Regions from separate parts of the Macaca mulatta genome. Here region 1 is linked to region 2. The links are chromatin contacts, called in public Hi-C maps. All regions are on one chromosome and are shown on one strand. Each heading gives the region's core, a stretch centred on a gene start, on an enhancer-like site or on the middle of the called end of the contact. The rest is flanking DNA. Distances are from core to core; before and after follow the strand shown.

The links. A called contact is a pair of places that touch in the nucleus more often than the background predicts.
Region 1: a contact with region 2 is called in a Hi-C map of liver, with 8 times the contacts expected there. The contact joins the promoter of DNAJB12 here to the promoter of ECD in region 2. A contact is called at or near these places in 5 of 14 Hi-C or Micro-C datasets (CD4 T cells, blood, fetal cortex germinal zone and 2 more).

The regions. Positions count from the first base shown.
Region 1 is chr9:77,257,642-77,261,310 of T2T-MMU8v2.0, reverse strand. It overlaps DNAJB12 (DnaJ heat shock protein family (Hsp40) member B12), which reads right to left and starts at 1,722. Exons shown (of 9, transcript XM_028826503.2): 1 at 1,568-1,722. The coding sequence starts at 1,700.
Region 2 is chr9:76,394,632-76,398,581 of T2T-MMU8v2.0, reverse strand. ECD (ecdysoneless cell cycle regulator) reads right to left here and starts at 2,224. Exons shown (of 14, transcript NM_001261188.1): 1 at 2,018-2,224. FAM149B1 (family with sequence similarity 149 member B1) reads left to right here and starts at 2,376. Exons shown (of 14, transcript NM_001261753.1): 1 at 2,376-2,537. The coding sequence starts at 2,491.

The DNA of each region.
Region 1 (3,669 bases), core at 473-2,972, 860 kb before region 2:
GGCCCTGTGGCCCATTCTTTCTTGGCTGCCAGGTCCCGAGCCCGCAGCAGCATCAGTGTCAGGCAGAATTCTGACAGCTGGAGGGACCACGCCCCACCACAGAATACCAATTAATTCATAGGGAGGCTCCTCGAGCAGGTTACCTCAGGTGTCCTGACAAATACAGCCCGAAACCCTCTCCAAGGGGAGGCAAACAGGCCAAAGATCAACCTGCAAGAGTCTGGAGGGAGGAAAGTTCAGCAGTCCAGGCTACCTCTTCCACCAGCCTCCCGCTTCTCAGTCTCATCAGGAGGGCAGGGCCGGTTAGGAGGCTGACTGCTGTTCCTCAATTTCATTTCTTTTCTTTCATAAACATTTACAGAGTCACAGAACTTTCCACTTTCTAGCTGTGTCATCTTGGGCATCCCTTACCTCAGAGATTTTCCTCACCCATAGAATACAGATAATGATCTTTGCTCTGCCTCCCTGACTGGCAGGCTCAAGTAAGAAGGCACAGGCGAAGGAGCTTCCTAAACTGCAAAGCCCTATGGGTATTATTGCCAATCACATTATCTGCGCCAACCCTCTAATCTTCCCGAGGAGGAAACCCAAGCTCAGGAAGGTCACGTGGTAGCCGTCAGGATGAGACTGGGGCCTTCGGAGTGCCTGTTATTCCCTGACGGTTTACTAAGTGGTGATCACAAGCACCACCCGGTGTCTTTCTCCCCTCTAGCTTGGATTAAGAAAAACTCCTTGGAAAACTTAGGTTAAAGGAAAAAGAAAGGGTTCCCGGGTGAAGCGAGGTGATGAGTTGTAAAGCCAGCCTCACTCTTCCCTGCCTGGCTCAGGAGCCTCCTGTCCAGGGTCACTCAGCAGCCTCGGCGTCCACATAGCGGCTGCCGCTGGACTCTTGCGGGCGATGGAGGGCTGGGGTGGCTGAGACCAACACCTCCCATCAGGCCACACACTTCGAATCTCATCATCAGGAGGAGTGAGGCAACCGGCCTCAGGACAGACCGTAGGAAGCGGCGGACTGGGGTGGGTGTAAAGGCCGGCTAGCATTTTGGGAGGGTGGTCCCCGACCCTCAGCCCGAGACGTGAAAGGCAGTGAAGATACGGAAGCGCCTTTCCCTTGCGCTCGAAGGACGGAAGTCTCTCCCCGTCTAGCGCCCATTCTCTCCCTCAAAGGAGTTATGTTTATTTTCCTGAACTATGATACTTCCCAGGCCGGCTACTGGCCTGGGCCACCGAACGGCCCCTTGGGAAAAGTAGTTCGAGTTCACTTCTAGGTAAGTTCCCTTCGTCCTGGCTGCCCGCGCGTTTCATTCTCGGAGACCTCAGATCCCAGCGGATTCCGCGAGCACACCTAAAGCTGAAGTCCCGGGCGCCCGAGTCTCCAGATGGCTCGCATCCCGCAGAGGAGCGCGAGGGAAAAACTACGCCTCCCAGCAGCCACCGCGCGCCTCAGTGCGCAGGCGTAGCCGCGCCTCGCCACCCCTCCCCCTCCTCCAACTGCTCCAGTCGGTCCGTTCCCGTGTTCCCCCCATCAGTTCTAATGTCCCCAGTCTCTCCGACACCTCACACTCACCGCGAACTCGCGGCGTCGGGTACAGCCGCTGTGCCTTCTCCAGGAAGCGGAGCGCCCGGTCGGGCTGGTTGCTCTGGATGGCCTTGAGGGCGATGCTGATACAGCGCTCAGCTTCATCCTTGTTGGATTCCATGGCGGAACCAGAGCGCGGAACCAGGGAGGGGGAGGCCGGGCGAGCGAAGGGCTGCGCCACCCGCCGGCGCGTCGCGGGCAGGCGGGCGCGGAGTGATGACATTCACCCTCCGCCCCTCCTTTCCCGAGATTTGAGCGAGGGTGGAGGCGCTACCGTATGTTTTCTAAGAAAGGGACGGCTGGCTTAGGTGTCAATAATGGTGCATGCCCAGATTCCATCTTCCGGAGGTCTTAGAGTTGAGTATGCACCAACCCTCTAATCTTTCCGAGGAGAAAACCCAAGCTCAGGAAGGTCACGTGGTAGCCGTCTGGCTGAGACTGGGGCCTTCGGAGTGCCTGTTATTCCCAGACGGTTTACTAGGTGATGGTCTATATACGTAACGTAACTATATACGTTTCAGACGAAGGTTATTTATTTATTCACTGAACAGATATTGAGTGCCCACTGTTTGTCAGGCATGGTTTTATGGTTTTATGGCATACAGGGGTGAACAAAACAAAGCCCCTGCTCTCATGGAGCTTACATTCCACTGTGTGTAGGGTTAGGGGAGCTCTGCAGATATATTCAGAAAGTGATAAAAGCGATGAAGAAAAATTATGGAAAACACAAGGATAGAGAGTGGGAGGTGCTATTTTAAATAGTGCGATAAAAGAAACCTCTCAGAAACTGTCATTAACAGGTACCAGAATTCAGGAATGGTAACAAGTAGATGTGACTGGAAGAAGGGCGGTCAGGCCGAAGGAACAGCAAGTGCAAAGGCTCTGAAAAGGGAATTTTCTTGGTGAGTTATAACAGGATGAAGAAGGCGAATACACTCTAGGGAGCATAAAGATTCTACTATAGGCCGGGCGCGGTGGCTCACGCCTGTAATCCACACTTTGGGAGGCCGAGGCGGGTGGATAACTTGAGGTCGGGAGTTCGAGACCAGCCTGACCAACATGGAGAAACCCCATCTCTACTAAAAATGCAAAATTAGCCGGGCATGGTGGCATATGCCTGTAATCCCAGCTACTCGGGAGGCTGAGGCAGGAGAATCACTTGAACCCGGGAGGAGGAGGTTGTGGTGAGCCAAGATCGCGCCATTGCACTCCAGCCTGGGCAACAAGAGTGAAAGTCCATCTAAAAAAAAAAAAAAGAAGAAGAAAGAAAACGATTCTACTACAGAGTGTAATCCAGTTCTATCATTATCCCGTTCTTCGAGGGCTACCACTCCAGTGAAAGCAATCTTGTGAAGGTTGCCAGTTACCTCCACATTGCCGAATCCCCTAATCATCTGTCAGCCCTTACATTGCTTGGCCTTTCGGGCAGGATTTGGTAAGAGGCTACTACAGTAATCCGGATGAGAGTCAGGAAGCTACTATTATAATACAGGTGAAAATTAATGGTAACTTGGATACGGGTGATGGCAGAGGTGGTGAGTAGTAGTAAAATTCTGGATACATTTTGAAGATGGAATGACGCAATGGATGTGGGCTGTGAGAGAAAGAGGATTCAAGGATGATTCCAATGTTTTTGGCTTGACAACTGGAAGAAGATAATTTCTATTTACTAAAATAAGGAAATGGAAAAGACTATAAAAGGAGCAGTTTGGTGGGGGAATATTAAGTGTTTGGTTCAGTTTATGATGCTTTTTAGAATCAAGCAGAGATATAGACTAGGGTGTTGTACATTTGTAGGGTTTAGGCAAAAAGGAGCTGGAAATATAATTTTGGGGCCAGGCACAGTGGCTCACTCCTGTAACATTTTGGGAGGCCAGGGGTGGGAGGATCACTTGAGGCAAGGAGTTTGAGACCCGCCTGCGCAACAGAGTGAGATCCCATCACTACAAAAAAATAAATAATTAGTTGGGTGTGGTAGTACATGCCTGTAGTCCCAGCTACTCAGGAGGTTGAGGTGGGAGGATTGCTTGAGCACGGGAGGTCAAGGCTACAGTGAGCTGTGAGATATATATATAGATATAGATATAGAT
Region 2 (3,950 bases), core at 975-3,474:
AAAATGTACAATTAAATATTATTTACTACAGTTACCCTGTTGTGCTACCAAATACTAGTTTTCATTTGCTCTATTTTTTTGTACGCTTTAACCATCCCACTCCCCCACCAACCCTCTGCAACCCTTCCCAGCCTCTGGTAACCATCCTTCTAGTTGCTATCTCCATAAGTTCAACTGTTTTCATTTTTAGCTCCAACAAATTAGTGAGAACATTTAAAGTTTATCTTTCTGTGCCAGCCTTATTTCACTTAACATAATGATCTCCAGTTCCATCCATGTTGTTACAAATAACAGAATCTCATTTTTTCTTTTTAATGGCTGAAAAGTACTCCACTGTGTGTATATACCACATTTTCTTCATTCATTTATCTGTTGATGGACACAGGTTGCTTCCAAATCTTGGCTACTGAGAATAGTGCTGCAATAAACATGGGAGTGCAGATATCTCTTTAATATACTGATTTCCTTTCTTTTGGGTAAACACCCAGCTGTGGGATTGCTGGATCACATAGTAGCTCTATTTTTAGTTTCTTGAGGAATCTCCAAAACTGTTCTCCATAGTGACTGCACTAATTTACATTCTCATCAACAGTGTTTTCTCCAAATCCTTGCCAGCATTTGTTATTGCCTGTCTTATGGATAACAGCCATTTTAACTGGGGTGAGATGCTATCTTACTGTAGCTTTGACTTGCATTTCTCTGATGATCAATGATATTGAGAACTTTTTCATAAACCTGTTTGACATTTGTATGTCTTTTTAGAGAAATGTCTATTCAGAGCTTTTGTCCAATTTTTAATCAATTATTAGACTGCTTCCTAGAGAGTTGTTTGAGCTCCTTATATATTTTGGTTATTAATTCCTTGTCAGATGGGTAATTTGCAAATATGTTCTCCCATTCTGTGGGTTCTCTCTTCACTTTGTCGATTAATTCCTTTGCTGTGTAGAAGCTTTTTAACTTGATGTGCTCCCATTTGTCCATTTTTGTTTTGGTTGCCTCTGTTTGTGGGGTATTACTCAGGAAATCTTTGCCCACTCCAATGTCCTAGAGAGTTTCCCCAATATTTCCTTTTAGTAGTTTCATAGTTTTAGGGCTTAGATTTAAGTCTCTAATCCATTTTGACTTGATTTTTGTATATGGTGGGAGGTAGTGGGTCTAGTTTCATTCTTCTGCATATGGGTATCAGTTTTCCCAGTACCATTTATTGAAGAGACTATCTTTTCACCAATGTATGTTTTTGGTACCTTTGTTGAAAATGAATTCACTGCAGACATATGGATTTGTTTCTGGGTTCTCTATTCTGTTCCTCTTTTTATGCCAGTGCCCTGCTGTTTTAGTTACTATAACTCTGTTGTATAATCTGAAGTCAGGTAATGTGATTCTTCCAGTTTTGTTCTTTTTGCTCAGGATAGCTTTGGCTATTCTGGGTCTTTTGTGGTTCCATATAAATTTTAGGATCTTTTTTCTATGACTGTGAAGAATGTCATTGGTATTTTGACGGAGGTCACATTGATATTTCTTAATTTCCTAGGGGTTTTCCTTACTTATCTCTTAATTTTCTAAGGGTTTTCCTAAATAAGAGTACTAGTTTATTCTTGCTGCCAGGTGATGCTTGGTAAAGGAAGGAACCGCGGTGGATGCACCACCCTAACTCCACGATTCCAATCTTACTCAGCTTTCTAAGAGATTCATAAGGAACCTACTTCTTCTGTCCAGACACCCACTCACCACAGTCTGGCCAAATCATCATTTTGCCTTTCAACGCAGAGGGACAGACAGTAATTTTACCCATTCACCCCATAACGCCAAACACACCTCATCATGCAGAATTTGGTGTCAGAACTTGAAGGGACTCTATGATCACTACTCAGGTGAATGCCTCACTGTACATATGAGAAAACCCAGAGCACAGAAAGAGAAGCGACTAAGCAGCAGGGGCTTGACTTGGAGTCTAGTGCTCCTTATCCGGTCTAGGCTCCCTCCTGCCATCTAACAAAATGAAGCCAATTTATCTTACGGTTCCAGGGCCTCTCCTGCGCGTCTCTGCTGTGGCACCTTTCCTTAGCCGCCTCTCCGACTCCGAGAGCTGATCGAGAGCTGATCGAGAGCTGCCACAGGCCGCCGAAGCCTAGATCAGGCTCTGTCCCGACGCCTGCCCGGGACCTGTGGCCAGCAGAAATCCTGAAAGCCTGAAACCCGCTCAGTCCCCGGAACCTTGTGTGTCGTCACTGCTGTGCGTCGGTGAGAGCATTCTGCGGGTGCCCGGGTGCCTTCGTCACTTCCGCCCCCGCGGCAAGGCGGGGAGGTCGGAGAACTGGAGAGGTGGGGACACTGGGGAGGTGGCGGCTCGGAGTCTAGGCGACGGGGCAAGACGGGGCCGGTAGGTGGCGGGAGGGGGCCGGGCCGGAGCTGGCGGGAGGGCCAGGCCCGGAGGCCCCCACCCTGGCGTGCCCGCCCCGGCCGCGGCTGAGGAGGAGGAGGAGGAGGAGGATGATCTCCAGATACAGTAGGAAGACGGTGCCACAGAGCTTGGAGCTGTGAGTGGACTGCTCAGCCACCCCAGCCGGGGCGGGCCGCGGGCGCTCTGGGGACCCTCCTTGACCAGTCCTTCGTTCCTTTCCTTTCCCAGGGCTAGGGAGAGATTTTTCTTCGGAATTCTCTCCTCTCTGCCCTGCTGGACGCTGCCCCTTCTTCCTCCATCTCCAGCTGAGGGCGTGTCGCCCTTGGTCTGTAATTCCTGAACTCAGGCACTGGGTCCGCTGAAGCATTTGTAGCATCCGCAGTGCTTCAGGTCCCATTGTTAATGGCCACGATAGCTCGAGAAGTTATTAATAGCTTAATAACTAAGCTATTAAGGCTTAGTTCCTGAGGGCTCCAGGAAAGTGCTCACTTGACACTGTGCAAAGCTATTTACATACATTTGCTCACTCCTATCAATGATATCAGTTTGGGAACATTATTTTGCACATTCTACAGATAAAGATCCCAGAATTAAAGGTTGTAGCATGCCAAAGATCACACAGCTTGAAGGTGGTAGAGCTGAGAGGTACAAACCTGATGTCGATCTGATGCTGAAGCCTGTGGTCATAACCATCACACATACTGCCTCCCCACCTCTGCAATTAAGCACCAGAATCCATAAAGATCAGTTTTGCTTTTGAGACTTTAGAGAGCAAATATTTCTGGCTTTAAAAAGATCCACCCCCACGGCCGGGCGCTGTGGCTCACACTTGTAATCCCAGCACCTTGGGAGGCTGAGGCGGGCGGATCATTTGAGGCCAGGAGTTCGAGACCACCCTGGCCAACATGGCGAAACCCCATCTCTACTAAAAATACAAAAAAAAAAATTGGCCAGGCGTGGTGGCAGGCGCCTGTAATCCCAGCTACTTGGGAGGCTGAGGCAGGAGAATCACTTGAACCTGAGAGGCAGAGGTTGCAGTGAGCGGAGATCACGCCATCGCACTCCAGCCTGGGTGACGAGTGAAACTCTGTCTCTAAATAAATAAATAAATAAATAAATAAATAAATAATAAAAAAGATCCATCCCTTACCCTGATTAAAGTGTTGTATAATAATTTAGAAAGTAATAATAGTGTCAAACATTTATTAATGCTTTACACTTCCAAAAGGGCCTTCACTTTATTTATTTTTTTTTTTTGGAGACATGGTCTTGCTCTGTTGTCCAGGCTGGAGGGCAGTGGTGCAATCCTTGCTCACTGCAGCCTCCACCTATAGGCTCAGATGATCCTCACAATGTAGCCTCCCGAGTAGTTGGGACTACAGGTGCACACCACCACAACTGGCTAATTTAAACAAAATTTTTTTTTGGTAGAGACAGGGTCTCACTATGTTGCCCAGGCTGGTCTCAAACTCCTGGACTCGAACAATTCTCACACCTTGGCCCCCCAAAGTGCTGGCTTGAGCCACCATGCCCAGCTGACTTCACTTTT